2 separate regions of the Gossypium hirsutum genome follow, and region 1 is linked to region 2. Evidence: chromatin contacts called from public Hi-C data. All regions are on one chromosome and are shown on one strand. The core of a region is the stretch at or near the end of the contact, and the rest is flanking DNA. Distances in the headings are between cores, read along the strand shown.

The links. A called contact is a pair of places that touch in the nucleus more often than the background predicts.
Region 1: a Hi-C map of leaf shows a contact between it and region 2, with 2.2 times the contacts expected there. The contact joins the promoter of LOC107954874 here to the promoter of LOC107913314 in region 2. A contact is called at or near these places in 2 of 34 Hi-C or Micro-C datasets (both in leaf).

The regions. Positions count from the first base shown.
Region 1 is chrD11:29,258,699-29,265,575 of Gossypium_hirsutum_v2.1, reverse strand. It overlaps LOC107954874 (GTP-binding protein At3g49725, chloroplastic), which reads right to left and starts at 4,967. Exons shown (of 13, transcript XM_016890559.2): 1 at 4,330-4,967; 2 at 4,175-4,239; 3 at 4,021-4,083; 4 at 3,828-3,917; 5 at 3,629-3,741; 6 at 3,182-3,250; 7 at 2,462-2,606; 8 at 2,282-2,337; 9 at 2,130-2,180; 10 at 1,945-1,999; 11 at 1,792-1,848; 12 at 865-984; 13 at 1-793. The coding sequence starts at 4,693. The coding sequence ends at 251. It also overlaps the pseudogene LOC107954875.
Region 2 is chrD11:29,011,248-29,017,961 of Gossypium_hirsutum_v2.1, reverse strand. LOC107913314 (ACT domain-containing protein ACR1) reads left to right here and starts at 2,867. Exons shown (of 8, transcript XM_016841859.2): 1 at 2,867-3,129; 2 at 3,710-3,783; 3 at 3,886-3,931; 4 at 4,119-4,233; 5 at 4,347-4,414; 6 at 4,538-5,182; 7 at 5,271-5,375; 8 at 5,499-5,960. The coding sequence starts at 3,713. The coding sequence ends at 5,849. It overlaps LOC107913313, which reads right to left. Exons shown (of 3, transcript XM_016841857.2): 3 at 6,142-6,714. The coding sequence ends at 6,351.

The DNA.
Region 1 (6,877 bases), core at 3,718-6,217, 250 kb before region 2:
ATTCTACATTAAATATACAACAAAATTTGAGCTCTCATGCAGCATAATCCAATGCCTGGAAACTCTGTCTTCATTGGGAGATCCATAACTCTGAACTCGACCTAGGGAAACGGTGAGATTCATCTCAAGTTGCTCTCCGGCTTATTCATCATCTGTGCCATCAGGGCTTTCACCAGTATTTTGATGATGGTGTGTGTGATATGCTGACAGTCACCAGAGGTGAAGAAAATGAACTGCATTTGCCTGCTGTTTATTGCTCAACTGCTACCTCTTCGTCCTCTTTTCGAGGGGGCCTCCATTTTCGATCGATGTAACTGTTTCCCACTACTTTTTCAGACTTCAGCTGGTCATCTTGCACCTTGAGCTTTTCATCTATAAGTTCCAATAGTTCTTGCAAGCCCACGCCGGTTAGTGCAGACACTTTGACATGAGGAACATGCTGAGGTTGAGATTCGGAATCTTTTTCCACCTTACACTCATTGGAGGTCTCAGCTTGCTGCTGTTCATTCAGGGTATTCCAGTAGTCATCCGCGGTGTCGTCCTCTGACAACAGCCAGCCATCAGAGTAATCGTCTTGCTTGTCATCCATGGTCTGTTGAAGCTCTCCAAGTGAAGGCTTCAATGCATCACTACCATCAACTGATTTCCCATCTAATAGCTCAAATGCCACATCACAATCTTCTCCTGGAGAATCTTTAGTCTCACCATCTTCTGCAGCTGAGAAATCGCTCATCTCAACATCTTCACCATCATCCATATATTCACCAGCACCCATTTCTTCTTCATAATCAATCTTAGCAGATTGTAAAGTTAGAAGACATAATTTTTATTGTTGTTTTTGGAGAGGAAAGAGTGGTAAAATACCTTGTTCCAGACTTCAATCATGTTCTGAAGCTTCTCCTCTGACACTCCAATTTGCTGAAGAACTTGCAACACCGTGGACCGATGTTCATCATGGTTAGGTGCAGTGCAATCTATTACATGCTGCATAGTTATTAGAAAAATCCATAAGCAGGCAGGACAGAAATCTTGATTCTCTGACTCAGGAGATAATGTTTCACATAAATTACACGTCCAAAGAAAGAAACTTCAATTATTCTGAAAAAAGGACAATTTAAACATGTTTCAAGGATCACTCATCAGAGTTTGCTGATCATATTTATTATTTACAGTGGCCAATTGACCATATGAAGAAAAATTCATTTAGAACCAGACTACTCAAAAGAAAAGCAAAAACAATAACAACAATAATAACAGTGAGTGACAGCAAACCCTTGATTGCATAATAATTGACCTCTTAAAGAGGATATATCTGGGTGATAGAAGATTTGGCAAATGCAACACTACTAAAGAGGGTAAAAAAGTTGCTTGGGAAAATCAGGTGTAAGGAAGAAAAGATTAAAGGCAGATATCAATATTCTTTAACCAAGATACTGCCCTTTCAAGTTTCAATTCTTTCGTAATAGAATCTACTTGAAAGTCATTTCTCAATAATTCATTGCTTCGCAACAAAAGAATATGTAACTTCAGAATTGTAAGGATAAAATTAAGTTACTAAGAAATATTCTCTTTCTTTTTTTCTTTTTAATTTATTTGGATTTTAGAACTGTATACAGCCAAGATAAGGTTCGATGGTGTTAATCAGCTTTGATTGATCAAAGATGATCAAAAGGTCAGCATCTTTAAAAGAATCTGCTTTTATAAATAGACAAAGAAGAAAAGAAAGTCGAAACTACAATTTACAATAGACAATTTTTTTTTTTTTTAAAGGGAAAGTTTATCCGTTCATACCACAAGGAGGTTAGCCTCCAGCACCTCTTCCAAGGTTGAATGAAATGCTTCCACCAACTATAAGAGCAATATCCATCAGTGAATGAAGACCGAAAATAACAAAAAGGGGAAAAATATAATCAATGACACATATACTCAATGATTTTCAGTTACCTGTACTGGCAGATCAGATATGAATCCCACAGTATCACTAAGAAGCACTTTCCTCCTGAATTATTATGTGCATAATTAGATCAATTGCATAAGATTGTAATCTCGTCAATGATTAAAAAGCATGTTTATATTTGATTGCCAAAATTTGTGAGAGAGGAAATTAGATTAGATATGGACCAACTCACCCTGAAGGAAGAACAACACTTTTTAATCTAGCATCCAATGTTGCAAACAATCTGCACAAAGCCATTGCCTCCAATTAGGCAAAAACATCCATCCTTTTACTTATAACAAAGAATTTAACTTCGAGGAAAAATTGTTTTAAAGAAAAATATACCTTGCATCACTATACAGATTACTATCTGAGAGTGCACTAATTAATGTAGACTTCCCCTGTTAATTGAGAAAAAGGGTAAATGTTGAGCATGAGAAAATAGAGGGAAAAAACACAAGATATCTCTAACTTGTTAGTCTGGTTGAAACAAAATGCAGATTAGGTCAGAATTTGGCCACCTACAGCATTTGTGTATCCTACAACAGCAACAGTAGCTAAACATCGGCCATCAAGTCCACCTCGTTTCTTACGAGCTGCACGTTGCACAGCTCGGGTACGGCGAACCTCTTCAATCTGGGATAACAAATGATTCCGCCGCTCCAAGATTCTGAGAATAAGTTCCAGTCAGCGAACATATAAACACACACTGAGTTAATAAGGATTATGATAACAGAGCACAGTAAATAGTGGCTAGTTATAAAAGAGCAACATACAGAGACTGAAAACAGGCATACCACAATCCAAATAGCCAGATCCAAATTGAGATGAGAGGACAAAGGATGAATAAAATAGTCAATATGGATAGCTAGAAACCTCTAATAAAAGAGCACGCATTTCATAGTCATCACCATCTTAGAAAGGAAGGGATATAATCAACAAGGCAATGCTAAAGCAGAATATCCTAAGCTCCCATTAATTAAAGAAGAGTAGACATTCTTGAATGTATTCAGTTATTATGGAGGGGATGGGGCATCTCCAGATAATAATAGAACAGACATTGCCCATTAAAAAAGAAATTTCAAAAATCAAGAACAACTATAGCATGCATATAAAAATTCACATGGTATCCAGGTCATCAGACATTTGTGAGTACATAAGCATCTGAGACAGCTTCACACACACACACACACACACACACACACACACACACACACACACACAAATGTAGCATAAAGAACAAACCTTCGGCGTTGAAGCTGCAGTTCAGTTTCTCCAGCACCACTGATGAAACCACGACCCCCACTTCCTCTCCTGCAACCAATACATATGCATAATCAAAACCATTTCTAAGAATAGACAATTATTAGTGACAAGCATTTATGTACATGACAAATGAATATGTTGAGGGGATAGAGAGAAATCAAAACTGTTTGAACTTTGAACTATGGAAACATTTCAATCTTCAAAAGGGAATATTGGAAAAAAGAAAAAACATTTACCCATTACCCCACCCTATAAAGTTAATTTCAACTTATTCTCAGGTCATAGTGTTTTTCCTATTTGGTTAAAAGAAAAAAGAGGAAGGATTTATAATCTAAGGCAGCTAGAATAATGGTCCAAATCATCTTGGAAATCTTCAAAGCTTTATAATCTAGTCCTATTTTGTTCTACAGGGAACTCAGGCTTCACCCTCGTGCACTAACAACTTCAACTTCTCCACTAGCTCCAAACGTATTGCGGCCGTCCAGCCCACGTACACGGACAAGTCTACTCTTCTTGTACATAAGAGCTGCTAACTCAGCCTGCATAATAGCAAGTGAAACAAGTCTTAGTGAAAACAGTGGAATTCAAAATGCGATGCCATGCCAAGTAAAGCCAGGAATTGCACCTGTAACTTGGCTTCCTTAGTGTGTGCATGAGCATTGAATATTTCTATTATAAGGCCAACACGATCTAAGACAGGTTTTCCCAAAATTCGCTGCCAAAGAAAATAGCAAATATATTAGCAAAACACATTACAGTACAGCTTGAGTTTCCATTGCCACCAAAAGAATGAGAGAAATTAGACAGCCAGTACTTGCCTCTAAATTACGTTGCTGTACTCCAGACAGGATGGTATTGACAAAAACAGCATCAACTCCATCCTAGTAAAACCATATGGTGATAGATAAGGTTTCCACAGTTGCATTAAAATCATAAGGTCGTTACGAAGAACATAAGAAGAAGCTGTCTTGCCTTGGACTCCAGAGCATTCAAATGGCATTTGATGTTTTCTACAGTTCCAGGTCCAAAATACGTGTCTAGAAATAAAAAATAAAAATAAAAATCAAGAACAAAACATTAAAGGAAGAAGTGACTAGAAACATGGTTAAACAAGAGAGTTGAGATACCAGCGCGGATTTTGGCAGATTTAAGAGAAGGGTTTTGGACAACAACATGAGGAGGCAACTCCTTATCGAAGAAATCAGAATGAAAGTAGCCATCACGTTGTTCCTCAAGGGAGTTAGCTAAACAAAGAGCCTCGTTGAGCTTGGCCTGCAAGAAAGTAGCGGGACGGAGACGAGGCTGGACGACGAAAAGGCGAGGTGGGTCAGATGGGTCCCTGCTGAAAACTGAACCGGCGGTGCTTTGATTGTCTTCGGAGCCTTGGTTCAAAGTTGAGTATGATGATGAAAGAATGCAAAATGAAGAAGAAGGAGAAAGTTGAGATCGGGACCTGAGGGAGGACCGCGACCAAGTGAGAATTCTTAACATTTCTCTGAAAATTGTTGGCTAATAAGAAAATTTTGCAGTTTCTAATGAAATAGAAAATGGCCCTGGAGTGGGACTATGGGAGGAACGTTCTTCTTTCGCTTCTCTAGTACTTGATCGAGGGGAGGGGTTCCGTAATTGGACGGTCGGTCATGTTTTAGCCCTTCAGCTTATAAAATTAAAACCCTCGGAGCCCATCTCCTACTTTTACTACGACTCCATGCCTGTCCAACCCATTCACCATTTTGAGGATCCAAAATTTGCTTTTTCGGCCTTGTGTTTTAGCAAGTAGCCCCATTTACTCAATATCATTTTTAAAGAAACTTTCTCTTTGTGTTTTGTTCAAGTGATATTTCTTCACTCAGTGTTTTGATTGTTGAAATCTATTTACTCAACAATGATGAATCTTTTCTTTTATTATTTCTCACAGTGTAATACAACAAATATAAAGTACATTGGTTTTTGCCACAACTTCTTTCATAAATGAATGAACAGTTCGCACAGTTGAACAATGTCCTAGGATGCACTCATCATTTATCAGTCATCCCACTAAATCTTGGGTGCTAAAAGATGACGCTACCATGATGGGGTAGATCAATCAACGGGCGGAGCTCGATATACTGCTGGAACAGTGGCAGGAAAGAACATTTGTCTCACTCCCTCTGCTTTGATTATGGGGAAAATAATACCTGATGCACTCTGCATGAATGAGAGGAAAAAAATATCATCGCAAGGTGGCGAAATCCAGTTCAACATACACAGATTTTATACTTTTAGCTTTGATTTTAACTTGAGCTAACACATATTAATGGAAACCTTTGTACCATGGTATCTATTGAAAATTTGTGTGGAATGTCAAATAAATTGTACAGTTAGAATATCTATTTCATACAAGTAGAGTGCGGTCCCAAGGAAAACAAAAGGAAGGAGCAAAGGTGAAAAGAGAGGCATCAACTGTATAAAGAATGGAATAATACATACCGAAATTAACCTAGCTCCAATTAGCATGCATCCAAGTGAAGGAAATGGTAAGAGTAGGAGACCAATTCCATAAATTGCCACAGCAAAGAAATGAAGAACTAGACTCAATGGGCAAGGATTTAAACCAGAGAGTAAAGCTACTGGTCCTGTTGAGAAATCACCCCCAAGGCTTAAATAGTCGAACAGGCTTCTCGCATTTCCGACCTTGCTTGATCAGGGGAAGCAGAAAACACCTTGTAAAGAGCACCGGCCAGCGTATTTATTGTAGAAGCCACAGGCTGCAGTACACCAAACAGAAAATTTTGAAAATAAGTAATAACATCTCTGATTCATTGTATATCTCCAAAGACCAATCAGGTTGGAAAGAAAAGGGGCATCATCAGTGGCGGAGCCAAGATGTTAATATTGGGGTGCCTAGCTAAAATTAGATATGCCACATAACAATCGATTTAAACATATAAACAATTGATTTTTGGGAGGGCTATAGTATATATACAAAGGGGGAAATTGCAAAAATATTAAACCTTGGGGAAGCCTACTTATATTTTTGGAAGGGCCATAATATATCTACAAAGAGCTAAATTGCAAAAATTTTAAACTTGGGGGGGGGGGGGAGGGCGGCATGGCCCCCCTGGGCCTCTACTAGGCTCCGCCATTGGGCAAAATGTCAGTGGTCGAACCTAGAATTGAAGAATTCTTTTTCTTTTATCTCAAGAACATTGCTAGACCATCAGTTCAGATTTTTGAAGATGACGCCAAAACCTAGTGATATTGAAACAAAACGAAATACACAATCCTAGCTAGTTGGTTAGAATCGAAGCATGTGAAGCCAACTATATGACATGGGGCACAAAGGAAATCAAATGGTGAAAGAGCTATTGTTACTAAAATAGGATCATAGAGTAAGCAGCCAACTAACCTTGCGTAACGTGTAAAATGATTCGAGATACTTAGCCAGGGAACCTGCATCATGAAGGTCATGCAGAGGCCTAAGAAGATCCCGAAGTACAACGATATCAGACAATGCGACAGTCATTCCTCCACCAGTTAAAGGATGACGCATGTTGAAAGCATCACCCATTAGAAGTGCTCCAAGAGTCTGATGAGGATCAGCTGGCATGCTTCTATTTGGCATGGTTCTAATATTACCTTTGTCAACAGCAGCAATGAAAGCTTCACAAAGCTCAGGTGGAACCTGAAACAGAC
Region 2 (6,714 bases), core at 1,618-4,117:
GTCATTTTAAAAGTGGAAAATCAAATTATGTCCAATTAAAATATAAAGATTAAATCTCAATTTGAGCACAATAAAGAGATCAAAATTGTGATTTGACCAGTGTCTTATAATGAGTTAATAAAACGAATGAAGTTTGCCTTACATATACACAGTATAGTTAAAATTATAATTTGGCCCCTCTACTATGTTTAAGTTTAAGGTTTAGTATTTATACTTTATTCTAACATAATTCGGTTCCAATACTTTCATAACATCATTTGTAATGCTTTTATTTTTTTCGCATAGTAAGTGATACTACTCTAGGAGTTGTTATAATGAAATTTTGAAAAAAAATTCAAATATGAGACAAATAATGGAATTTTAAAAGAATTATAATGATTTGTGGTCGAAAATCAATGAAGAACTTTTCTTTTTACTTTTTCATTCTCTTTCTCAAATCCCACAAAAAATCTTCCCTGTTCACCTTATTTTCTTGCAAAAATCTTGTAGAATCCCATTTCTAAACTTGGTTCATCATCATCATCTTTTCCATGGAAGGTAAAGTTTTTCTTGAGCTAGAGAGAGAAAGCTTGAATTAGTGTGAGAATGTGAAAAACAAAGAGTTAATAGGTGGGTGGTAAAGCTTTGAGTAAGAGAAGTCTTGAACTAATAAAGAAGAGAAATTTGATGACTTTTCTCTTTCAAAGGTAAGCATTCAAGGAACTGTCCCTACTTTAGAGTTTAAATGGCTAAATGCTAAAATGGGATTAATTATTAATAATCATAAGTGAATGAAATATTTTTAATGGAAATGGAAATAGAGACAAGTGTGCATATGTCATGGTCTTGGACTAAGATGTGAATATTTTAAATTTTATTTATTTTTATACATTAATGATATTTTAAATTTTAGACATATATTTTATTTTTAAAATATAATTACATTTTATTTTATGAATTTTTTTCAAATAATCTACAAAATATATTGATGAGAGATGACTTCTCGTACATTTTGACCTACTAAATATTTAATTACATTATATAGTATTTATTATAAATTATTTATACTAATTTCAATTAAATTATATAGTATTTGTTAATTATTTTTACTTGTCCAAGGACCGACTAATGATGACAATTAGTATATGTAATTATAATATATATTACGAAACATGATATAAAAAATTACGATGCAATCAAAGGATTAAAATTATGATTATAAAAGTTTAAGGGGCTAAAACTAAAAAAATTATATTAAAAATACTTAAATTAAATTATTAATTTCTCAAAAAAGAACTAAATTGATTTTTTTTAATTTTGGGGAGGGGCTATAAATGCATTTATAATAACAATAAATGAAAAGAGAATCCGAAAAATCCAAATTAAATAAAAATTGGGGAAAACGTGGGGTAATTTACCAATAAAAGCCCTTTTTTAAAAAAAATTACCGACATAGACCCATTTTTTAATTATTTACCGGAATGGTCCTTTTTCCGGAAAATCGCATCCACGTCAGTGCGATGTCAGGGTACGTATCAGGAAATCGGGTCCACGTCAGCGCGAGATGCTGACGTGGAAGGAAATCGCGTCCTTGAGAGCGTGATTTCCTTCCACGTCAGCATCTCGCGCTGACGTGGACGCGATTTCGGCCCGCGCGTGAACAGTACCCAACGGTCAAAAAAATAAAATACCGGGCCCATTCGATAAATTTTAAAAATATAGGACTTTTTTAGTATTTTGAAAAAATAAATTTTGAATCTTTTTGTACTTGTATTTATTTTTTTAATTAATTAACTCTTCAATATTACATCAATAGCAACAAGTACCAACAAGATTTGAACCAAGGTACTAAGGGAAAAGAGTAAGCATCTTAACCAACTAAGCCAAACTAATTAATTGACATATTATAGAAATATTGTTATTATCTTAATTATATTACTTACGTTCTAACGATTTATCGGACATATTCCATACACGTGTCAAATCATAAAAAATAATACAACAATTCTGTAAAAAAAATCCGGTGTTTACTTCAAATAAATAAGGAAAATAATGTTTTGAATGTTTCAAAATTCAATTTTAAACCGAAAAAATCAAATTTAGGGGCAAAAAAGGATCTTTTTCGATGAAAACTATGGCAAACCGCCTTCGGCTGTTTGTCAGCGCGTAGATCTCGAAAAGTTATTCGAAATAAAAAAATCGTCTCAATCGGACAACCAAGTGAAAAGTTATGGCCTATCAAAGTTTTCCAAGCTAAAAAACATAAACTGTTCATCCACGTCAGCAAATCACGTCCTCGTAGGCGCGATTTGTGTCCACGTAAGCAAAGGGTGCTGACGTGGACGTAATGTTCTGACACGTCCCCTGACATCGCGCTGACGTGGACGCAATTTCGGGGAAAATGATCTATTCTGATAAATAATAAAATAACGGGCCTATTTCGGTAAATTTTAAAAAAATAGAGTTTTTTTTGGTAATTTGCCCGAAAACGTGGTTAAAAACAGTAATATTTCCTTAAAACTATTTTGAGCAATTTTAGGGAAAGAATAAATAGTAATTAGCCTAAATGCAGATCACTAGAAAACAGCTCAGCCTTATAAACTACTCATCAACCAACCAAAAATAGAAAATTTTAATTTATGAAACAACCCACCATGAGACGCCACGTCATCGACACCTAATCCTGACTGGGTAAAGAGCCACAAAAGGTTTGGAGCCAGGTGGCGATGAATGGGAGAGCTGGAGCCGCCCTAACCCAGAAGTGACACGCGTGTTACAACCTCGTACGTGGCTAAATCCGCATCGACACTCATACATTTTCCTACTACGTAAAAAGGAAACTAACCAAATTTTCCATATAAAGCTCTTTTCACATTCATTCACTTATGTAAACACCTCCCAAGTTCCTTGCATCAACTACAACTCTTTTTTTTTTTTTTTCATCACACACTTAACCATCTAACAAAGAAAACAGGAAATATGATCAACGTTCTTTATTTTAGTTAGACTCTCCATTTGTTTCGGTTTTACACCATTGTTACCCATAAAAACCTTCCTATAGTTAGCAAAATCGCAGGGACTGTTATTTGATTTCCTTGTTTCCAGAAGATTTGCCTTCTGCAGTTCAAACCCATCTCTTCCTATACAAAGGTACCTTTAGTTTCTTTCCCTTTTTTTTTCTTTTTTTTTTCTTTTTTCATCTCTTTATACGTTTCTTCCATTTGAGTTTCGTGTTTGAAAACACTTAGGGAAGGGAGGGTTTTATAGAAAATTCAATATGTTTTTAATTGTTTTTGCACTTATGCATGCAATGAGAATACCCAGAAGTCAATAGGAATCGTTTTTTGGTTTTATCTCGATGACCCCCAAATCCTATTTGGATTAGATCCAAAGAGATTTTCATTTAATTTTCTTCTCTCTTATCCTTTCCAATGAGTAAATTAAACAAAGCCAAACATGCAGAAATTTTCATATCAGCGTAAAAAACAGCTGTCGTTTGCAATCATATCCTTTGTTCCATATCTGTTATCTATATATAAAAAAAAAAAGCAAGTTGGACGCCGCTGCTAGCTCATAACTTCCTCTATCATATACATTTGTTTTGCCACGCAATTTCAATTATTGGCATGTATATAGATCACGTTGATGCATATCTTTTTCATGGTTCCTAAGGCTTTAGTCTCCAAAGGAAGCAAAACTTGAAAGGCCTTCTTTTCATTATTTGAACAAGAAGATGGAGATTGTTTATCAGCCTTATATTGACCCTGAGTTTGAGTCCCTTATTGAACGAATCAATGCTCCAAGGTATTGCAAACAAAATGAATTAATTATATTAATTACTTGTTTTGTTTGATAAATAAAAACGAAACCTGGCTTGGTTTAATTCGCCAGTTTGGTGTTTTGCAGAGTTTGTATCGATAACGACACATGCCAACACTGCACGGTTGTCAAGGTTCAGAATAAACTAAACTATTGATATATGATGTTTGGTTTATATATAAAAGGGTATTTGTGTGATATTTTTGGGGTGTATGCAGTTCTCTTCTAAAGAGGCTTTTAAAGGGAATATAGCCATCTGAAACGCAAGAATATAACATGGGAAACCAACCCTTCTTCTTTATTTATGTCATCGTTCACAGGTGGACAGTGCAAACAGGCATGGGATTTTGCTAGAAATGGTCCAAGTTTTGACTGATCTCGACCTTGTTATATCCAAATCATACATTTGCTCCGACGGTGGATGGCTCATGGATGGTCAGTGGCTCAATGCTCCTCCCCACATACCATCCACCATAAAGTATCAAACAGTAATTTTCAGTCCCCCTAATTCGTTTGTTTTTCCCTTTTTGGGGTTGCATGGCTTGCAGTGTTCCATGTGAGAGACCAGCTTGGGAAGAAAATCACTGATGAGACTCTTAATCTTTACATACAACAGGTCTCTTCTTTCCTATATTTTTTTCTGATATTATATATATATGGAGTAGCAAAGTTTTGATTTATTATGGTATGGGGGGTTTTGATTTGTTTTCTAATGGGAAAAGGAAATGATAATTGACAGGAACTTTGTGATACTAGGAGGAGAGGAGGGGTTCCAAAGGAATTACAAACATGTCACAAAAGGAAGCTGAGGCCATGCCATATCTCAACAGAGCATACGGCCTTGGAGATAACTGGAAGGGACCGGCCTGGCCTCATGTCTGATATATCTGCAGCCCTATACGAATTGGGATGCCATATTACGGCAGCCGTCGCGTGGACTCATAACGGCCGCATGGCCTGCATAATTCAAGTGGAAGATGGACTCAAAGGAGGGCCTATCATGGTTCAAAAACGGCTGGCTCTAGTACAGGAGAAGCTAGAGATTGTAGTTGAGGGCCATCATGAGAATGGAGATAAGAGGAGTGTACTGTTAACCGCTCCGGCAGCTGATAGGACACATACGGAACGGCGGCTCCACCAAATGATGTACGCCGACAAAGACTACGAACCATGTCAGGGATGTGATGGCAGCTGCAGGCACTGGAATGGGTGTAAGAAGACTCATGTGACGGTTGAGACTTGCAAGGAAAAAGGGTACTCGCTGGTGAACCTGAGGAGTAGGGACAGAAACAAGCTATTGTTTGATACGGTTTGTGCCTTAACCGACATGCAATATGTTGTATTCCATGCAGCCGTCAGCTTAAAAGGCTCCATGGCTAATCAGGTAAGTCAACTTGGAAATTCTTGCAAATGTCTCGCAATGTTATCCTTGTTAATATGGTTTTAAAATTGTTTATTTTTTCAACTTCCAGGAATATTTTATAAGGAGGCAGGACGGCTGCAGTTTGGTGTCGGAAACTGAAAGTCGTAAACTTGCCCAATGTTTGGTTGCGGCAATCGAACGAAGAGTTTCCCATGTTAGTTACATAAAAACATTTAAGTTTTTGGTTCAGTTTCCCATGTTTTGAAATGTGTTAGATACGGACAGATGAAGTGGTACAAAAGTAATATAATCCTTTTATGTGATGGCATTGACGCAGGGGGTAAGGCTGGATATATGTACTGAAAACAAGATGGGGTTGCTGTGGTATTTAACGAGGGTGTTCCGAGAAAATGGGCTATCAATAACACGAACGGAGATAGGAACACATGGGGAAAGAGCAAGCGGATGTTTTTATGTTACAGATGCTTCAGGGAATGATGCAAATCCAAGAACGGTGGAATTGGTGAGACAACAGATTGGGGGATCTGTTTTGGTTGTAAACAAGTGCCCCAATTCTTCATTAAGTGTCAGCAGAAGCAGCGGTGAAATGGAAGAAAGACCCAGATTTTCATTAGGAAATCTCTTGTGGTCTCAGCTTGAGCGACTTACATCCAGTTTCGGTCATTAAGGAACCAAACTACCCTTTCATGCTGTAACTAAACTACCCTTTCATGCTGTAACTATGTCATTGTCTGTACATAAATTTCTTCATCTCTTGGAATAAATCAGCAATTGCTTACATTGATTCTTTCCCCAAAGCAATTCTTCTATGAAAATTCAAAGTAGAGCAGGGCGTTAGTTTTTCCTACAATACAAACCTGTCCCAAGCCTGCATCAAACAACTTCCTGATAAGCATATTGTAGTTTCTAGCTAAGCCATTATGCATCGCTCCACAAAGATACATAACAACTTCAATCACTACAGCTCCAAATTTTTCTCTGATCAAACAGCAATTACATAATTCATTAGACACAAATCCACGTGGAAATCACATAAGCATAAAATTATCCAATTTTAACTGGGTTTTATGTACAAAACACAGTTTCTAGAGCCTTAGCTTGGACTGATGGAACCATACACATATAACCATGAAGAATCTAAATTTCAAATACCCCAAAGGTTTAGAGTTCACATGATCTCTTCAATATCAAGCCAGTCATTTGATTCCTTGGTTTCAGGGTTACGAGCACTTACCTCCTCAGACCCAAGATGTTTATCACCAACACAGCTAACATCTTTAACCGAGTCTGTAGAGCTCCTGCCAAGTTGAACCCAATCTCTTGAGTCTTTTGTTGAAGAATCAGAACCAGATGTCACTTGCTTATAACTTATTGGCACACTATCGTCATCATCATTCTCAAGGTCACTGAATGAAACATCCTCATCATTTCCAAGTGGGATTGTGGTAGCACTTCTGCCAAATGCCTCTGAAGTTTCCTCCTCTAACCAGTCATCAGCATCATCTTCAAATTTCTCAATAGAAACTCCAGAT